Regions from separate parts of the Mus musculus genome. Here region 1 is linked to region 2. The links are chromatin contacts, called in public HiCAR-type maps. All regions are on one chromosome and are shown on one strand. Each heading gives the region's core, a stretch centred on a gene start, on an enhancer-like site or on the middle of the called end of the contact. The rest is flanking DNA. Distances are from core to core; before and after follow the strand shown.

Region 1 (2,700 bases), core at 176-2,675, 1.2 Mb after region 2:
TTTCTTTTAATATGAGGGTGAGAGGCTAGGGAGATGGCTCAATGCGTAAAGCATTCGCTGCACAAGAATGGGGAGCTGAGTTCAATCCTCAGCGCTCACGTAAAAGAAAAAAAAAGCCAGAGGTAGATAAATCCCCGGGTCAGCCAAATTGAATAGGCAAGCTACTACCAGTCTAGTGAAAGGCTTTGTTTCAAATAATAAGGTAGAGAGAGAATGAGGAAGAGACACTCGGTGTTGTCCATTGGCTTCCATGTGCACATGCACACACATGTACACACACACACACACACACACACACACACACACACACACACAGAATAAGATGGAGACAGTAGTGGAATCATGTTGAACCGTGTAAGCCAGCCCAGGTCCTATTCACTGACCTCAATGCACTTGCAGCTGAGTGAGTTAATGCACTGCTCTGGTGTCATGGTAAGACGTCAGCTCGTGGGAGGCAGGACTTCTGTTACCATGAGCACCATTCATTACTGAAAGGGGACATCCTGAGCCTGCTCAACCCGTACAGTACCCACTTCAGGAAGCTTCCTCTACTCCCATTCCAGGAGTCCTGGCCTGGCCTGGAGCCAGCAAGGCCAGGAGGTGAGGCATTTCCTCAGATAGCAGCACATGGAAGGTTTAATTAAGTATGGAGACTCAGACCTCCCCTGAAGACAACCTTCAAGCAGGGGAGCCAAGGAGAGTCCCGGAGGATGGCAGAAAGCCATGGAGGACATGGAGGTACATGCAAGAGGAGCTGGAGAGTGCCAGTGCCAGTAGGGGACGGAGCAGGACCCACCCATGCTCAGCGTTGGGCTGCAGAGTCACAGTTAGACTAAGACAAACTGGCCCTCGCCTTCCACAATTTAGCTTAACACAAAGAATTTGCCAGAACAGTTCAGACAATGCCATTCTTCCCACCCACTGTCACATTTCCAGAAGTTTCTCCATATTTCCCCCAGAGCACTGTTCCATCCTCGAGGACCCCCAAGCCAATTACCAGCAGGCTTAATGCAGGACATCCAGGCCTCTAAGGAAAGGAAGGAGAATCAGAGTGGGATTAAGGGCCATCCCCCCACCCACCCCCACCCCCACCCCAAATGAGCCTTCAGATCCTTGCAGCTCTCTGAATGGGAAGGCTGGACTTCTGTACCCTTGCCAAACAGAAAAAGTTCTGTCCCTACAGAGTAGGGCAAGGGAGGGGTGCTAGGGCTAGGCCAGAGCAGTAGACCTTCGGTATGAGGACTTAGGGGTGCCCTTTTGTCTGCAGACAGCTCTGGGGACCCCCCAAGGGTAACACTTTCTCTGAAAGGAAAAAGTGACCGACTTGTTTTGTGGCTTGGGGCCAGAGGGCTGACTCAGAAGCTGCCCCGCCCCTGCCCAGGCAGTTCAATGACTTCACATCCTAAGGAGTCAGCAGCCCAGCTCCAGCCCTCCCACCCCACTCCCCCCAAGCCCCACATGCCTCCTTCTGACTCTCCAGCCCAGACCCTAGGTGGCAGAGGAAAAGGCAGCACCCAGAAGCTGCACTAACTCCAGCCAGGATCCTCCTGTCATACACAAAGCCAGACAAGAGTCACGAGACATACACATGCCTTGGAAGTCAGTCAGTCAGTCAGACAGACAGAGCGAGATGTGCCCATACCAGGTGCTCACGGAAGGCAGAGAAGCACAGTGGGGGAGTGGGTTCCAAACGCCAGGCTCTGCTAGAGTGCAGAACCCATCTCCATGTGTGAGATATGTTACTAGGCACTCGACACGTGCAGTATTGCAAGTCCTGTGACTCAAGTAGGATTGTGCCTCCAGGAAAGAAGGAGAAACAGAGGCAGAGATAAGGCAAAAGGATGCATTAAAAATATGCAGTACCTGTTAAAGCCAGGCTCTCGGTGAGAACTAATTTACTTTAACAAGCATAAAATCTGGATTCCACAACTATTTTCTTACATTACTTACTTAAACCTAGAGGGGGGAGGGAGAGAGGAAGGGAGGGAGGAAGGAAGAGAGGGAAGGGGAGAGGGAAAGAGAGAGGGAGGGGGAGAGAGAGGGGTGGGGAACGAACACACAAAAGTCAGGAATAATCCAAAATAAATATTTAAATTTAAAGCCACAAACACTTCAAGAAATACAAATGATCTTGCTATACCCAAGAATTATCCCTCAGGCCAGAAATAAGAGCCACTGAAAACAAACCCTCATACAGAAGCTTATGGCCAAAAGCAAATGATCAGGCAACCACAAAACAGGCATGTCACAATCAGTGCTCCTGTGCACAAGGGCCCACAAGCCACAGGCCACCACATGCCACTCAAGAGTTCTTAGAGATGCTGGCTAGACAACCCAGCTCAACCTTCCTACACAGGCCTCGCAGGTCCATAGACCTACAACTCTGTCCCCAGTCTCCATGGAGGCTTTCAGACCTACACAAGCAACTGGTCCTAAGCAACACAGGGCAGTTCTGCCCAACAGCCCAGGTTCCCAGGGCTATGGCCTGAGAATGCCACCAGCCTACCCTGGGACAGATTCCTAAAGGAGTCCTCTGTCTTCCTTGCTCATGTCTCCAGAGGAGTAAAGTATAGGACAGGACTCTTCACTCTCTGGCCCTATCTTTCTGACTCCCTGTTTACTGGTTGCACCCAGAGGGGACAAGTACTAAAAGAGCTACCATTCACAGGGACCTCTGAGGTGATCTCTGGAGGGTAGGTC
Region 2 (2,700 bases), core at 62-2,561:
GTGTAGCTTGAGGGATGCCCGTGGAGTCGGACTGTTTGTGCTCTGAGTTTACACCCACGTGCACACGTGAAACTGTCCACTCAATAAGACCAGTGCTTACTGATTTATTGGAATTACATGTATCTTTTTTTGATGTTCTAAGTTTTGGAGGCTTGTTCTGTGCTCATTTAACTGGGTATGTTTGTATACTTGTTACGATCATGGTGGTGGTGGTTACACAGGGTCTCGTCCTGTAGCCCAGACTGACCTGGGACTTTTGATCTTCCTGCCTCTCAGCCCTCTTGAATGCTGAGTTACAGGCAAACTCTGCCACACCTTGCTCTTTAAGTAATTTATACCTCACCTTCTCCACCAAGCAACTATGCTTTCAACTCAACAGTCCTGTTCTGCTTGTATACTGCCATGTTTTATTCCCTGTGTCCCAATTAGCTTTGGGGGGCAGGGCCTAGAAATACCTAACTCATTCCCTTAGCATGATCCAGGCTGTGTTCCAAGGGTCTGAGGTAGACACATCTATTTAAGACCCAGCACTTCCCAGCCTGGGGTAGCTAGAGGCACACATGCCTTGAGTCCTGCATGTCTAGCCAGTCCTGGACCCACATGCTCCATGCTTCGTTGTACTGTAGCTAGTAAGACCTTTGTGTCATCAGGTTTCTTTTTCTTTTTTCTTTTTTTTTTTTTTTTTTTTTTTTGTTTTGTTTTGTTTTTTCGAGACAGGGTTTCTCTGTGTAGCTCTGGCTGTCCTGGAACTCACTCTGTAGACCAGGCTGGCCTCGAACTCAGAAATCCGCATGCCTCTGCCTCCCGAGTGCTGGGATTAAAGGCTTACACCACCACACTCGGCCTGTCATCAGGTTTCTTTTCCCCAGCACTTCTTCCTCTTTTAATTGCTCCAAACTCAAGAACCTAATGGAATTCTTTCCCCCTTTTATAGATGACAAAAACTCTAAGATTTTCTACTTGAAGAGAGTCATTGAATGGGGAAAGAATGAAGTCCACAAGGAGTTCCGTGCTTCAACTTCACCTCCCCGTTCACTGGCTTGGGCAACAGAAGAGCTTTGTTCTCTATAGATAAAGAAACCAAGGTACAGAGTGGTATCTGTGAGGGGTTTTGATGGTTGGAGGCCAGTCTCAGCAAGTGATAAGTATATAACGCTAAAAGGCCACTACAGACAGGCTGGAGAGAAAGTGCCACTACATAAGACACTGTTAAGAAACTGCCATTGGGATTCTGCTGATTAACCCGGGGCAGGCAAAAGGAGTGTAGGTAGTGAACAGCAGGGGGAGCCCTTGCTGAGGCTGAGAGGACTTGGAGGGATCAGAGTGCTTCTCTTTCTCCCGCTCTTAACTTTGTTCCGTGCACAGGTATGACTTCCCTGATGAGAGTGGCCACAGCACACCAACAGCCCTGCTGCTTCCAAAGGCCAGTGAGATGCATGCCCTTTCTCCTCAGGAGCGGAGGCCAGCAAAACCCAGGAACTGAATGACTGAGCACTGGGAATGAGCTGTGTCGGGGATAAGAAGTGGTGTGAGGATTCCAATCTCTAGCTAGGGCTTTAGGATTCCAAATGCAGCCTTCCTCACGCCAGGTCCCATTACTCTCATCCCTTATGGCCCTTTGCCTGCTCTGTGTGTGCAAGGAGAGTTTAAAACCTACTTTGTTGGGCTTCAAAGATGGTTTGGAGATTAACAGCACTGGCTGCTCTTCCAAAGGACCTGGGTTCAATTCCCAACACCCACATGGTTGATAATGGCCTGTAATTCCAACTCTGGGGGATCCAATGAGAATATACAATTAAAAGACTATGATAGGATGTATGGTCCATTGCACACAGGTAATGTACTTAGGTATAAGCAAAACTCTCACACACATAAAAAAAAATCTTTAAAAAAAAATTGCTCGAGCTGGAGAGATGGCTCAGCAGTTAAGAGCACTGGCTGCTCTTCCGGATGTCCTGAGTTCAAATCCCACATGGTGGCTCACAACCATTTCTACCAAGATCTGATGCCGTCTTCTGAAATGCAGGTGTATATGTTAGAGCACTCATATACATAAAATAAGTAAATCTTTTTGCTCAGTAATACAGCAGTTCATTGTGGTAGGGACATGTAGAAACAGTGCTCTTTTTTTTTTTTTTTTTTTAGATTTATTTATAATATGTAAGTACACTGTAACTGTCTTCAGACACTCCAGAAGAGGGCTTCAGATCTTGTTACAGATGGTTGTGAGCCACCATGTGGTTGCTGGGATTTGAACTCAGGACCTTCAGAAAAGCAGTCAGTGCTCTTAACCGCTGAGCCATCTCTCCAGCCCCGAAACAGTGCTTTGACTGAAAAGGCAGTCAGTGCCCCATCGCCAGCAGGCTGGTAAGGGAGGGATGTGGGGGCTAATAATGATTCGGAGCTTTAAAATCACCAGTTTCCATTCATCCTTCTCCCATCTCAGCTAACATGACCTTGTGCCCAAAGCCTTGGAAATGCAGCTTCAAGACCCTCCTTGGGTGCTGCCTTCTCACTTCCCTGCACACATGACACTAGAGCTGGCTTTTCCTTTCAACATGTGACCTCCACCTCTGTGTGACAGTGGGCAAGGTGACACTGTGCTTTGTGGTCTCCAAACTCAAGCCCCTAAAGTGCTGTAGAACCAAATGAAGGCTCCTGTCTTTTTTCCCTCTTTCTCTGGACCCCCATTGTGCAACT

What was found. HiCAR-type assays count read pairs that join an accessible place to other places.
Region 1: a contact with region 2 is called in a HiCAR-type map of astrocytes, with 4 times the contacts expected there. The contact joins two enhancer-like sites. A contact is called at or near these places in 6 of 39 promoter capture datasets (the 3T3-L1 cell line, 3T3-L1-derived adipocytes, hippocampal neurons and 2 more), 2 of 115 datasets of contacts at active chromatin or transcription factors (astrocytes and extraembryonic endoderm stem cells) and 1 of 9 other capture datasets (embryonic stem cells).

Annotation. Positions count from the first base shown.
Region 1 is chr1:73,954,261-73,956,960 of GRCm38.p6, forward strand. The region is part of intron 18 of Tns1 (tensin 1); the gene reads right to left. Among named protein-coding and RNA genes, the nearest start is that of Gm39664, 75 kb to the right of the region's middle. Within about 2 kb of position 1,426, at least 93 of the 459 cell types and tissues checked have an H3K27ac peak or open chromatin away from gene starts, as enhancers often do. A contact at or near this core is called in astrocytes, where this site is marked.
Region 2 is chr1:72,717,755-72,720,454 of GRCm38.p6, forward strand. No RefSeq gene overlaps it. Among named protein-coding and RNA genes, the nearest start is that of Gm51632, 7.2 kb to the right of the region's middle. Within about 2 kb of position 1,312, at least 24 of the 459 cell types and tissues checked have an H3K27ac peak or open chromatin away from gene starts, as enhancers often do. A contact at or near this core is called in astrocytes, where this site is marked.